Regions from separate parts of the Drosophila melanogaster genome. Here regions 1 and 3 are each linked to region 2. The links are chromatin contacts, called in public Hi-C and HiChIP or PLAC-seq maps. All regions are on one chromosome and are shown on one strand. Each heading gives the region's core, a stretch centred on a gene start, on an enhancer-like site or on the middle of the called end of the contact. The rest is flanking DNA. Distances are from core to core; before and after follow the strand shown. Region 1 holds the start of Rca1 (Regulator of cyclin A1). Region 2 holds the start of CG11050. Region 3 holds the start of Rchy1 (Ring finger and CHY zinc finger domain containing 1).

The links. Hi-C and Micro-C count contacts between places; a contact is called where the count stands out from the background. HiChIP or PLAC-seq counts read pairs in DNA pulled down with a chosen protein or histone mark.
Region 1: a contact with region 2 is called in a Hi-C map of the Kc167 cell line, with 2.6 times the contacts expected there. The contact joins the promoter of Rca1 here to the promoter of CG11050 in region 2. A contact is called at or near these places in 7 of 107 Hi-C or Micro-C datasets (the Kc167 cell line, embryo, eye imaginal disc and 2 more) and 1 of 6 datasets of contacts at active chromatin or transcription factors (the Kc167 cell line).
Region 3: a Psq HiChIP or PLAC-seq map of the Kc167 cell line shows a contact between it and region 2, with 3 times the contacts expected there. The contact joins the promoter of Rchy1 here to the promoter of CG11050 in region 2. A contact is called at or near these places in 2 of 107 Hi-C or Micro-C datasets (the Kc167 cell line and eye imaginal disc) and 1 of 6 datasets of contacts at active chromatin or transcription factors (the Kc167 cell line).

What each region holds. Positions count from the first base shown.
Region 1 is chr2L:6,849,973-6,854,310 of dm6, forward strand. It overlaps Rca1 (Regulator of cyclin A1), which reads left to right and starts at 2,343. Exons shown (of 1, transcript NM_057866.3): 1 at 2,343-3,894. The coding sequence starts at 2,450. The coding sequence ends at 3,685. It overlaps l(2)k09022 (lethal (2) k09022), which reads left to right and starts at 4,170. Exons shown (of 4, transcript NM_135235.3): 1 at 4,170-4,338. The coding sequence starts at 4,274.
Region 2 is chr2L:6,607,510-6,612,553 of dm6, forward strand. It overlaps CG11050, which reads left to right and starts at 3,502. Exons shown (of 5, transcript NM_135208.6): 1 at 3,502-3,759; 2 at 4,976-5,044.
Region 3 is chr2L:6,463,208-6,468,034 of dm6, forward strand. Rchy1 (Ring finger and CHY zinc finger domain containing 1) reads right to left here and starts at 2,462. Exons shown (of 6, transcript NM_135186.2): 1 at 2,322-2,462; 2 at 55-932. The coding sequence starts at 636. HemK1 (HemK methyltransferase 1) reads right to left here and starts at 4,491. Exons shown (of 3, transcript NM_135187.4): 1 at 4,192-4,491; 2 at 3,612-4,132; 3 at 3,010-3,557. The coding sequence starts at 4,401. The coding sequence ends at 3,317.

The DNA of each region.
Region 1 (4,338 bases), core at 1,093-3,592, 240 kb after region 2:
CATTTGTCATCATTCCGGGTCGTTCTGGTGCGTAAACTCAAATTAATCAGCCGCATATCAATATCCGTGCAAACATAGCTCCACATCAAAACATATGTATGCATATATGCGCTACATATGTCGCGACCTTTTGGACATGGATTTGCCTTGCCTCAAGGATTTTCCCTCAGCCATAAGGAATTGTGTTCTGTTGACAGTAGTTTTTGGGGTGAAGGTTAGTTAGCATTCTCGAAGCAGGACAAGGCAAATAGATTCATGGTATGGTAAAGTCGCGATTTGTACAGGAAGTAATGTAAGTCCTTAAAGTAAAGTCAAGGAAATGAGTTGAGACTTATTTTTGAAAACAATATTTATGAGTGCAAGAGCACTACTTCATTATTCAACCAACAACATATTATTTCTAGCAAATCTTGTAATATTTTATATAATACTTTAAATATCATTGCAGTTATCTTCTATATACACCTAAGATAAATCAATGCCTAGCACATATCCCTAGTTCGACTCATTCGGCTCCCATTGACAAAGTCATTAGTTAACATCCCTCTGATCTCAAAGCAAACAGGGTGACCACGACTTCCCAGGACCGAACCAAATGAACCACAGATTAATCCCAAAGCCACGACGACAATTAATATGCTGCCATATCCACGCCCGAAAAAAAAAAAAGATGGGCAAACCGGTCAGTGGAAAAGAGATTAGAACAGTCAAATGACTTTAAATTAAGCCGATGTGCGTCTGTCCGTCGATTTAATTAAAATCAAAACAAAATCTTTGCCCGCCGACACGCCCCTTTTGGTGGCAGCAAATAGACAAATAATAAAACCATAAATAATGCAAAACAATAAACGAGCAAGTATTCATAAATTATTAACGCAGAAGCTGCTGGCCGACAAAAGGCAGCGCAAATACCCAAAATATTTTGCCAAAGCATTTAGAAGGACAATGAGGCACGAACCAGATGACAGAATCCGGGGTAGAATAGCAAATCCCCGCAGCAAATAATTGAGCCTCATAAAGGAAATATCATTCATTGATTTTCCCCCGGCAACCACAACAGATTCTCGACCTCTCATCTTTCCCAGCAAGTGGATGAAGTCGTCGGGCGGTTGCAAATGGTCCTTGGAATGGGAATGGGCACGAGCATGGGTTGGCCAGTGGTGGTGGGTCATGGGGCTTCATTTAGCTGACTCTATGGACAGCTGACGAAACTATCCACCTAGCGGCGAAGGAAGACTTTCACATGAATCCCAAATCTATGCCCCGTCATGATTTGCACAAAAAACTTGAGCTGGCAAATTTGTCAGTGGGCACAAAGGACGCGGCAAAGAAGAAGATGAGGGAAGCGGAACGGAAAAAATCTAAGGACGAGTCAGGGAGAACAAATGATAAATTATTGAGGGATTTTCGTTAATTTGATGACACTGATGATGGCCAAGGCCAGATTATCCTGACTGCCGAATTTTGATTGGGCCAAACAGGGAACAGAAGACATATCTCATAAAATAATTTGTAATGATTTCAATTTTAATAGATATAGATATACTTATGTTCGATTAAAATCTTTTTGTTATAGGCGTAGAAATTTAAATAGCACCATATGTCAGCTAATCGAGAGTATTTTTATAAGCTTATCAACATAATTTTACCAATGTCTTCAAAGCTAAGACGATGAAATACACTTTTAATATATATAATATAATATAATAATATAATATAATATAATAATATAATAATAATATATAAGATGTTAAACGGAATCCCGTTTTTATAAAGTGAATGTTTTCAAACTATTACTTATTTCCATATTTAATAAGTGAAAGTTTTCTATTTTCGAATTGGTATTAAAGCAATAAGCTGAGTATATAGGTATTTATTTTATACTTATGGCGTAAGGCATGGAAATATAATTTATTGAAAGTCAAATTCTTGGTGTTTTTAACTTAATGAACTGATTATACATATTATTTATCACTCTTATTCTTTATTTTACTTCTTTTTTCGAGAGCATTAGTCGCAAGTGCGTCTTCGCTAGCTTTGGAATGTGTACTCGCTAATATGGAAGTATGTACACACTGCATAGAATGAAAAAACGCTATCTTATTCCAGAACCTCAAATCTTGTACAGCTTGAACTCTTTTAGACATGTTTATAAATGGCTGAAGTTGCTTATGTTAATAGGAGTCTACGATTAACTGTCAGATTCCAATAATCCGATCAAGTGGCATCTTTTAATGCACAAGTTTAAATGGTTTGCCTAACAGTCACGATAATATATATCAAATGGTTGGCAACGCGATACGTAGCATTCTGAGTTGACCCGACAATGAACTGGTATCTATTTAGTAGCCAGTTAGTATTTTATTGGGGCGGTCACACTGATCCGTACCCAAAAACAATCAACCGATGCGAAAAGCATAACAATTCGAAAGTTTAAAATTCGGTCAAGATGAGCGCCTATTATCGGCGCGCGGCGTTGCGGAAGAAGAGCCCAAGCCGAGGGTCATCCTTCGAGTTGGAGATGAACGAGTCTGGCTACACATCCTTCCTGGCGCTGCACAATTCCACCGCGGAGACGCCATTTTTATTGGAGGACGCTGAGGGCGAAAACTGTCGCAATGCATCGAATACCACAACATTCTTTCGGGGGCTGAACACGCCCAGTGGCCACCAGGAGCAGGACCTTTACTGGGGCAAGCCCTATCCCAGAACACAGCCCCAAAAGAAATTTTCCGCGGAGGAGGAGCCTTTCTCTATGACTCCGCGTCTGCAGGATGAGCATAGTCTGCCCAAGCGACGCAAGAAACACTTTCAATCGCCACACAGTAGCCCCAAGAAGTCCAAAAAGCTGCTCTTTCCCCACATAGAAGAACCGCCCAAGAATCGCTTCTACGGCGGTGTCGAAAAGCTGGATATCGTGGCCAAGCTGGCGCAATGGCAACCGGCACTGCAGTGCATACTGCGTCATGTGGGCGCCCACACGCTGGACGTGATGACCAAGGTATCGCCGGCCTGGAAGCAGGCTGTTTATCGCAGCCAACGCGACTTGGAGCGCCTACAGAACCACCGACTCAAATTGAATCTAACCAAAGAGAATCCTCACGTGCCCAAGCGGTGCAGCCATGTGCCCAAGGCAAACCACACAGTGCCATTGCAGACCTCGAACCATAGCAGCCTGGCCAACAGCGCCGCCTCGCTAATGGACTCGGGCAACTCGAGCATCCACCTGATGGACGTGGATGCCGGAAGGGTGCTGCGCGAGCAGACGCAGCGCGTCAAGTGTCCGCGATGCGGTCGAGGCAGCCGGGTTTTCATAAGCGAGGCGGCCAAGTGTGGCGAAAACCTATTGTCGCAAACTCTGCCTATTGGACGTACAACCAGCACATTCCCCTGCATGACGGGTCCGCCTCTCAAACGCTTCCTGTCCCTGGATCTTGACGAGGTCAGGACTTCACCGCAAGGACCGCCATATAACTTCGCCGAATGCACCAGTGTCATCTGCCAGTTTCGGTTCTGCGTCAACTGTCTGTGCAAGTCGCATCCCGGCGAGCGTTGCCTGGTCACCGAACTGGACACACCATCCAAACTGATGATGCCACGGGAGCGACTGACGCCGCCACAACGTGCCCAGAACCGTGATCCGAAAATCACAAGGAAGAACTCGCTCAAGCGGCTCTGCTTTTAGCTTTATCATAGGCTTTTAACTATTACGATTAGTATTCGATTTTTTTAAATCTCATTAATTTCGTATTATGTCCATCGCATTAAGTTCCATTTCATCACGTACATTCATATATATGTTTTTAAATCGTTCCATGTAAGGTTTGTCGGAATTCTGTACCTCTGCGAGATTAAGTATTTTTTACACATGCAAAATATATAAATCATTTTTAGAACTATAATTGTTATAATTATAACTGGGGGAAAGTGATTCCTGTTTATTAACATGTAAGGCTTTGTTATTATACATCATTATAACAGGCTTCAAAGGCAGCCTTAATATGTTAGGCAAGTCTTAAAAATATTTTATTATTATTGATTGCATTGCATAAAATAAATTCAAACAGAAAATGTTTAAAATCAGCTGTAGTATACTGGTTTGGGTCTTGGCTAACGCCAATGCGCGCTATTTACCGTAAGCTACTTTGTGTACTGCCAAGAGATCTTTGGCCACACCAACAAAACACGTGTGGAGTGCGGTTGCCGCACATTTATTGTTCTCCGTTTTTACCTTTAATTAACTTGAGAAAAAAGGAAAAAACGATCATCCAAAATGAGTACTGCGTTGGCACAGCAGCTGCAGAAACTGGCTGCGCCGCAGTCGTCGGTAACTTTGGC
Region 2 (5,044 bases), core at 2,252-4,751:
TTTCCCTTCTGTGGACGCTAACTAATAGTTTGCCATTATCCCATCGCCAGGAATGGCAAATGGGCAGGATTCCATTCCGAAACCCACTCCGAAGTCTCCGGATACTGAACCCACATTTCGAGGAATTTGATTGAACGGCCCCACAACCATTTGACCGCCCATTGCCCACATACTTACAGTGCGCACCGAAAGTGTAAGGCATTCTAACATCATATTATTTTATACACTCTTTTGAAAATACTGTGCTTCTTGGTTTATTCATATTATTTTATACAAATAGATTTTTAAACGAATGGTTTAAAAATGGTTCGCATTTTTTATGTTAATGTCTTCACTGTATCATAAAAACACTTTATCAATGAAAAGAACTATATACATACGTTTGCACGCCAAGCGTTTCAAATAATCGATAGTCATAAACATTAGTGCTTTAAATTTAATATCGCTGATGGTCTGTCATTTCGTATGGCAAAGAATAAATGATCCATTGAACATTGAAGGTGTGCAACAAATGGGCTGTATTATTTACCCAGAAAACACTAAGAGAACAAACTTGCCACACACAATTTCAAGAAAATATATTAATTCTATAAAAGACATAAAACGATGTTATTAGAGAGCAGAAACCTCTGGCATGGTCATGGATGTAATGCAGGCTAGTCTCTGTAATAAGCCTCAAATTATAAGACAAACAGCAACTTGTTATCGTCTTGCCTTTCTTGGCCGCAACTTTTTTGCCTGCACCAATTTGATTTTGTCATTAAAAAGTTTTTAGCGAAATAATAAAGTTTGTCAGCGCGAAATTTGAGGACCAAGAGTAAGAAGGGAGATCCGGACAAAAAACACGAAAAGGAAATCACAGTCCAAAAGTGGCCAATGAAAGTTTTAATTTTCAATGTAGGACAGGGTGATAGCGAGGGGGTTGGCCAAGAGCAAACTGCAGACTTTAGACCAAAAGCTTATCTTCACAGACTTCGAGATGTGTCCAAACTCGGTTGGTATATGTCAGGAGTTTTAACGCATTCTGCTTGTACAAAAAGCGATAATAAATGACCTGCAGTCATCGGTTTTTGCCGGAGAAAGTTTAATTAAATTGGTAAAATCAATAAGTAAATTGATTACTTTTTAAATGATTTTGTTCGTCAATGCTCGTCACTGTTAATAAAATGGTAGTGATTTTAAGTGTAAAATTGCCATAACGCGCGATTCAATTATTTCTCATTGGTTGCATTGAAAACTTGCTGACAAGTCGTTTGTTATATTGACTACGATTAATCATTGGATTTTATAGAGTGATTTCTGTTGCCAAATGTTCATATCACAGTAATGAAAATCATTTCTACCATTTTAAGCAAGTTATAGTTTACCATCATAGACATGATATGCTGACTGAATCAGAAGTAGAAGAACATTCAATTTAAATCTACTTTTTTCACAGCGCTTATCGAGTTAAGTGCAGTGCTGGCCGATGCATAATTCAATTAGCATATGGAAGCAAGCGGAACACTGCCTGCAGGCACTTCCTGTGTCCAACATGACGTATGCGCAATCCGGCACAAAAGATGGACTTGGGACTGGGACTGTGCGAACCGGTGCTGCTGCTGTTTCGTTATGAATTACATTTCAATATGCTTCAGCGTGTTCATCATTTATTAAGCCAGCTGGGCAGGCGAATGCCTGGTTGCGAAATGCCAATCGAGGAGCAGAGGATCCTTGAGCTCGTCCTGGGACTTTTGGCTGCCGACAGGAAACTGAAATGCTACCGAGTGCTTAGCTCCGTTTGCAATTTCCGTTTTGTCACATTTGTCTAAGTGAATGGAAATTTATGCAGCTGCTCCGGGCAAATTATGCTGCCTGGTTGCTGGTTGCTGGTTGGGTTAATGCTTTATTCACGGTCCAGCGCTTAATGAAAGAGTCATTACACTCATTCATTCATTCAATCGCTGATTCATTCATGAGCAGACGAGAGCGCGTGTCCTTTGTTTTCCACTTCCCATCGATTCCTGCCTCGGCAGCTCCTTGTTGTTGTCGTTAATTAATTGATTTCCATTGATGCCGGGGTAGCATTAATCATACGCCGCGTTGGCCCATCGACCGTGGCAGACTATTGTTATTCCTTCCTTAGTGCCTGTCCTCCAACTTCTTCTTATTCGCAATTTTTCCTGTCATTCGGCGCAGGCTTTCAATTTCCCTGCAGGAATGCAGTTTTCTGTCAAAGTTTTTCATTAGCGCTTCACTTGCCAGTTACGCAGCAAAATAAGGAAATGGATGAAAAGTTGCATCTGCTGAAATTGAAAAATTTTTGGTATGCCCCTCAAAGAGATTCAGCTGCGCCGGAAGATAATCAAGTCCTTGGGACATTGCAAAAATAAGTTGATGTTGCAAAATCATGCATATCTATATCAGTAAATATATAAAGGATATATATATTCAAACTTCTATCTTTTTTGTTGACTGAGTGCTACAACTTTTCCTAATGCCATTGTAAAAGATTTTAAATTGATGATGGGTAAAATTGTGCAGCAATTTATTCGAATCAATTATGAAATTTGCGCAAAAGATTACACCAATTTAATTGCATACCGCCGATAAAATAAATGTTAATACATTTTCCATTGAGGATTTCCACAAACGCAGTTACAAAAAAAAATACAAATAAGCCTGCACTTTGACTGCTAGTTGACCCATAAATAAATCATTTCCGCAAGCAAAGCGCTGTTGCATAATAGATGCAACGGATTTATGTGCGGTAATGTTGTCTAAAATATGCATAAGTCGTAACCGTCGATTTAAATTTATTCATAATCCGCATCGCCCAACCGGAAGCCGTCCAAATTATCGCCCAGTCCCCCAAAAACGCGACTGCCAACGTGACAGTTGGCTGGAATCAATTAAATTGGCTTGTGGTCGCACTGCCCTCCAGATCCATTGGATCCATTTTGGGCTTAGTGGTTGACGTTTTGACAGTTTTAGTCTAACTCATTCCGCGCTTAACTGCCTTAGAAGCGACTTATTTGGCGACCTATTTCTGTCAGAAAGCGATTGCAATATAATCTGGAAAGTAAATAATTATAACAAAGTAGCTACACAAGAAAGCGGTTTAATACAGAGCTTGAATCATGAAATATTAATAAAAAACAGATACACAGTGGGTATTGCTTGGGTTAAATCTCTTAAGTATTTCGAAGGATATTTAATCCTTCAAGCTATATGTTGCTGATGCGAAATCTTTGCGAATTCAATAAATCATCACAAATGTTACTTCTTTTTAATGATTTAAGCCATAACCATTTTTGCCCTTTAACCCTTTAACTTTACTTATTTTACTCACTCCTCCTTTTTGTTGCAGTGTTAAATGCAGGGCGCTGCCAGACTGCCAGAAAATGTTTTCATCCAAGTTTATCACCAATACAGTAAGGCTCGGAGTGAAACCACGAATTTCGGTTTACCCAGCCCTGATGACTCAAGCAAGCAGCTGACCGCCGCTGCTCGATGGCATTTTGCCGTGACCTGGTCACACCGACGCCAACAGCTGCTCGCGGTCAGAATAACGAAAAGTGTAACCGAAAAAAGACAATTGTGCAATTGCTGCGAAAAGCCAACACAATTGAATAAAAGAGCGCGCAACATTGTTTATTTGCCCGTCGGCGGGCGAGAGATCGAGTGGATTGGTGTATTAAATTAAAAATATTCATCGCAGCACGATGCACAGCGCTTGGTGATGCAGAATGCAGATTGTTGAGCTGTTGCATAAATTCCGTTAGTAATTCTAACTATTTCGTTTTGTTGTTGTAGTTGTGCGCGTGTGCGATGTGTGTGTGTGTGGGTGTGCGATGGTATCTAATTACAAGCGCTGTGGCCGCGGCGGTCGCGTTGCCGAATCAAAAGAAAGCATTTCAGTTTCTCATCGGCGGGCGCAGCTCATAGTCGTCAACATTGCAACGAACTAACGGTGCTTACGTGCCACACGACGCACACAACGTACCGCCACGAATTCCCCCTCCCCGCGATCGAACGCCTTCACCTTGAGCTGCCTGTCAATTCTCGGCATCGCTTCCTATTTATTCGCTGCCCCTGTTCTAACGGAACTTCTTGCACCCAGGTAGCCGAACTACACACACACACACACACACGTGCATCAGAGAAACAGCTGCGGCGGTAAAATAGTGCGCAAAATTTGAAGTCGATTGTGTGTTTCAGCCATTTCCATTCCATAGGCACATACATAGGTGCAAACAAACTTTAATTTCAAACGGTTCCATTCATGTATAAATTATTTAATTATTTCACTTTAGTTTTGTATATCATAATTTACTGCAAACTAAGATTTAAAACTCTTGTGATTGCTTGGAATTCCTGTTAAATCCTTTGTAATATTTTAGTGTTATTGTTTTGAACCGAACTGTACCAACATACATATAAACATACATTTTCATGTTTATGTTTATATGAGAGACTGGGAAGAAAAGTGCCGACAGCTGATAAGAAACTAATTATTTTTGCCCATCGATTGCACTTTGGACGACCTATAAAATTTAAAAAGCAATATCATTTTCGACATTGTGTTTTGCAATAAATAAATAATTTTTAATTGCCTCAGTTCGTTTTGTGTTTTTGCGAAAAGTGACTGGTTGTGTGCATAATATACATTGCATCAGCCTATTGAAGTGGAAATATCATTAAAGTATTAATACTTTAAATTTTTAAAAATATATTACTTGTCTCGCATTTTTTGTTGTTAATTAGTGTGAAATTACAGATCAAGTGCTTTCAATTCGTTTTTAAGTAGATTTTAATTATGCCTAAATATGCATATTTCCATAAATCAACAGAAACGTAGATAACAGTTTATCCCATGACACTTTATTTCTCATTTTCTCAGTCAAATTAATCGCATGCAATAAAACTGTTCCGAATTGTTGCTCATGACAACAACACTTACGATTATGTATTTCCCTCCCTTTCTCACCTACAGACGCCACTTGCACATCACGTGTTTGACTCAGGCTACAAATTTGTGGCCCACGATCTGAATTTGATCTCA
Region 3 (4,827 bases), core at 1,212-3,711, 150 kb before region 2:
TGGAAAAGCATCCATAGATAATATGAATGGAGTTGGACTGCCTGTTGCACTTACCACGAACATGGCCCGCCGCTTGTAGTGAGCGCATCCGAAGCGCAATGACTCCGGAGTTGTTGGCTGCGCACCGCAGATGTTGCTGCTGCACTTGTTGCTGTTGCAGCTGCCGTCGCTGCTGCTGCTGCTGCTGTTGCACGATGGCTGTGCATGCTGCTGAGCCTCCGCGGCGGGGTTACGTGAGCATGCTGCAAAGCGATGGAGCTGGTCCTCCTCCATGGGCTCCGCCATGCCATCGCAATTGAGACTCGGCGTCGATTTGCATCTTCGCAGCTTGGCGTGCGCTGGATGATACTTGCCCGTCATCGTTGTGGGCGTCACAATCAGCTGGTGTTGCTGGTGGAGATGGGGATTGGGATGGGGATGGGGATGGGTATGTGGCTGCTGCGCTATCTGAGCAAGTGGAAGCGAAGCGGGCAGAGCAGCCTCCGCTGAGGTCGTCGTGGCTGACGATGAATTTAAATTGACTTGATTGGGCTCCTTTGTATTGGTAACTATTTGTACATCGATGCCGCCGCTGCCCATGTATCTGTTGTGGTTTTCATTTAGCGATATTCGGCGCGTTCGCTGGCGGTTCTTCATTTTGCTGCAGGAGCTAACTCTATGTATATATAGAGTTATGTATGTACGTCTATAAAAGTGATTTTCCACTATGCCTCGCAGCTGCAGTAGTCGTGGTTAATTGCTGGCCCTTTCAATTGCCGCCGCGAAGCATTTAAATTACTGGCCGATGCTGTTGTCGTTGTGCCACATGTAGACTTTGTATCCGCACTCAAAAAACCGACTGTCCGGTTTCCCTTTTCACGCGATCGCAACTAACTTTCGTTTGTCCAGCTCATCCTTGGGTATTAATGGGCTCGCACAGGTGACACACTCGGCTGAAGCGATTGAAAAGTGTGGGAAAGTGGTAAGTATTCCATTAGCAGGCCATTTCTCACACTCCGATCGATCAGATTAGAGTCTAAGCCGGGTTAACCCCCCACACCCCCACACAATTTTTGACACACAAATGAAACTACCGAGGCGGCGTATTTGCATTTCAATGTTTCCCAGTCCCCGACTGCGAAAGGCCATCTAAACTAGATAACGACTATCTTGATTTTCACTCCGTTTTCTTAGCCGTCGCGCACTGTACACAACGTACAATGGGGAACAAGAAGTAGTAACTTTATGTAAGAAATTATCAAATAAAAGATCACCTATGATGACTTTCTTCCATTTCTGTATAGTTTTGGATCAGATATGGAAACCTATTAAACCCATATCATTATAAAATGACAATTAACCTGTTAAGAACCCAAATATGTGCATATGAACTACTATCTTGGCCGCTGCTGTTTTTGGATGGGACCTTGTGCCATGTGAGCGGCAGCATATAAATCGCTTGCTTAGCCTGCAGGTCGCCAAAAACGTTCACAGCTCCACGGATTGGGAATCGCAGTGCCTTGGCACACGGTGCGGATGATGAATTAAAATGCGGGCAGGGAGCAGCCAGCCACACACTTGTTAACACAATCGGCGTGCGACTTTCGCTCATCGGTTGGCTGTTGCTGCAAGTCGGTGTTGCACGTAGCAGGTGCACATATTGATGCTGCCAAAGGAGGCATTACCAGCTATATATAAATGTATATATGTACATACTTTTATATATACTTTTATTTGCACAGCGCGGCAAGCTGCAAATTCGTTGCCGAATCTTGTTTGCTCAGATTGTTATTCGCATTTTCTGCGCCGGGGAGCAGGGACCGACAATAAATATTGAAAGTGTGCTAAAATTACAAACGCAAGGCGATTAAGCCAGCCTCGCCGGAAAACCAGTCGGCGAAAAGAACGCAAGTTTGAACTCGATTCAATTCGGTATTCATGTTTACGCACGCACGCACTCACGCACACAGGCACACACTTGCACGCGTCGATCGGGCGGATAAATGCATTAAGTAATGTCACGATCTGGCTAATTGGTTTCTAAAAGTTTCCAATCCACATTCAAACCGCCTTCAAATCGCAGTTTGGGCGTATGTATATATATATACATGTACATATATATGCACATTCATTCATTTACCCAAATCTATATGGTCAAATTTATGTAGAATTTTTAAAATCAATTTCTCGTTTAACGTGTTTCTCGTTTTTGTTTTGTTTCGGCGCTTTTTAAGTTCCCTCTTCTTGACTTTCATCAAGCGCTCATTGTGATATCCACTGAAACTCCGACTTTAATTATGATTTAGCCATTTGTTAATTATACTACACATATGTATGCGTACTTGAAAGTGAAACAACACACACCAGCCGAACGAAGGAGATCGCAGCTCGAAATCGTCAATTGAATTAAAGAGCTACGACAATCTAAATCCGCGTTCCACTCGCGCACCCGGATTCCGCAGACTCGTCCGGCGCGAGTTTCGACTTCCAACTGGCAACGGAAGTTAGCCACTTGTTGCTCCGAGCCACTCTGTCGGAGCTTTTATCCGCTCCGGAGCTTAAAGCTCTCCAGCGGAGCGGTTACAACAAGATTCAGATGCGAAGTCGGGGGATTTATGCACTCGGGTTCATAATTATGGTAATCCTTGTGGACATGTGTCCTTGTTTTCATAATCAGTACACCTATAAGCATTAAAGTGGTAACTTTAAGCAAAAACTTTCTAATTTGCATAGAAATATTCTGATTCTATATATTGACAGGATACACATCTTTCAGGCCAAAAATATGGTTAGCATTTTGCTTATCGCAGATATAGAATACATCAGTTTGATTAAACAGCATTATACTCGATCCGCGATGATCATTAACACCCTCCAATTTATGGCAGCAAGCCTCTGGTTATAAATCATAATCGCCATAGTTTAAATCAGTGACCAGTTATTATAGGTGCATTATACTTTTAACCTATTGATCTTTAAAATCATGTTAATCCATTATTATAGGATCAAAAATGCAGTAGAAAGCCTTAGGTAAAAGTCGTTGTGGTTTTTGTATACTGATAATAATATGGTCATAAATCAAACAGCTAATTGCATTGTGCAATTTATACAGGTATATTTGTGAAGTAATACCGCCTGCGGTTGTTGCTAAAAGATTCAGAGACGAAACTTAAGGATTAATAGCGCTATATATTCTGTTTATATAGGTGTGAGTCTCTGGGCAGCGTGCAGGTATGTCTGGTCTTAAATCAAATCACAGCTAAATGCATGGGCAACGTTATAGCTAATTGCATTGTCAAAGTCATAGCATTCCGTCCTGTCTATGGCGCAATCTCGCCTAGACCTTCTCGATCTGAACGAATCTCTCGCGCTGATACTGGTCACTGTAGCCGGCGATGAACTTGAGCCGGCCCTCGTACTTCAGATTCATAATGGTCTTCACCATCGGCGGGTGGTCGTTGCCCAGTTCCAGCCAGAGCTTGCCACCGGGACGCAGGTGCCGACAAGCCAAGTCGAAAACCAGTCGAGCCACCCTCAATCCATCGGACCCACCGTCCAGGGCATTAAGGTTCTCATACCTGGGGATATAAGATAGTTAGTGCACTGCATCCATCTGGTATAACATCACTTACACCACGACTTCGGGATGCAGAAACTGAAACTCCTCAGTTTTCACATACGGAGGATTGGAGATGATCAAATCGTACTTCTTGTCCTTCAGCGCCTCCGGCAGGTACTTGTCCTCCTCCATGGTGTGGTTGTGTACCTCAAATCGATTCAGCAGCCCCAGCATTTTGGCATTCTCCGCAGCCAGAACGGTTGCCGCCTTGCTACGCTCAATGGCAGTGGCCACCACCTGCGGCAGACTGTGTAGCATGGACAAGGACATGGCGCCCGAGCCGCAGCCCACCTCCAAAAGATCGACGTGCTTTGCGTTCTTGTGATCATCGATCACCAGGCGCATAAACTCCTCCGTTTCGGGGCGTGGAATGAAGACCGACGGCGATGTCTTCAGCGTAATGTCCATGAAGTCCCACTCGCCAATGATGTGCTGCAACGGCATGCGGGCACAACGGGCCTCCAGGAAGCGCTCGAAATCCGCCAGCTGGCCGGGATTTAGCTGCAGCTGGTCAAATGAGTCAGGAACCGAACTCTACGGAACGTAAACATGGTTAGTGATGTTGATAGCCAGCTTTTCTCACAGATACTTACAAACTTCTGCTTCAGGACATGCGACACGATGCATTTCACGTTGAACTTCCTGTCCTCGACGCCGGCGGCCTTGAGCTTTTCCTCCCACTGTCCAATTTCCAGGGCCTTGGTCACGGGAATGTGGGTGCCAGCTGGGGCATTTGTGCCATAGTTGACCTGCTTAAGCAGCCGCGAGGTCGGGCCCATTGACCGTGTCAGTTGTCTGAGCATTATTTCACTTATTATCTAATTGCTATTGATTAACAACAAAATTTTGACGACCCACTGCCTGCAGTTCGTTCCAGCGTGACCGTTTCTCGACCGTTACAATAAACCAGTGGTCGATATTTGAAAAGTGTTCACGCTTCAAGTGTTACCGTAGAGCGGAATAGTGTGACTTAATTTTCGAGTTCTTGGCGGAAAATTTAAACATGCAACATAATTAGGTTGTTCCAATTAAATGGAAAAGCAATATCAAGTGTTCACGCACTGATTGCAGTCGGCCCTTTTTGTTTATTGTTGCGGAAATAGGTCTATTAAGCATAACAATATGAAAAGGGGGAGTTATAATGGTGAATTATAATAATATATGTATGTATGTACATGAATAAAATAACTGTAAGAGAAAGTAGCAAAGCTCGTTAAGCTTTTTAATAC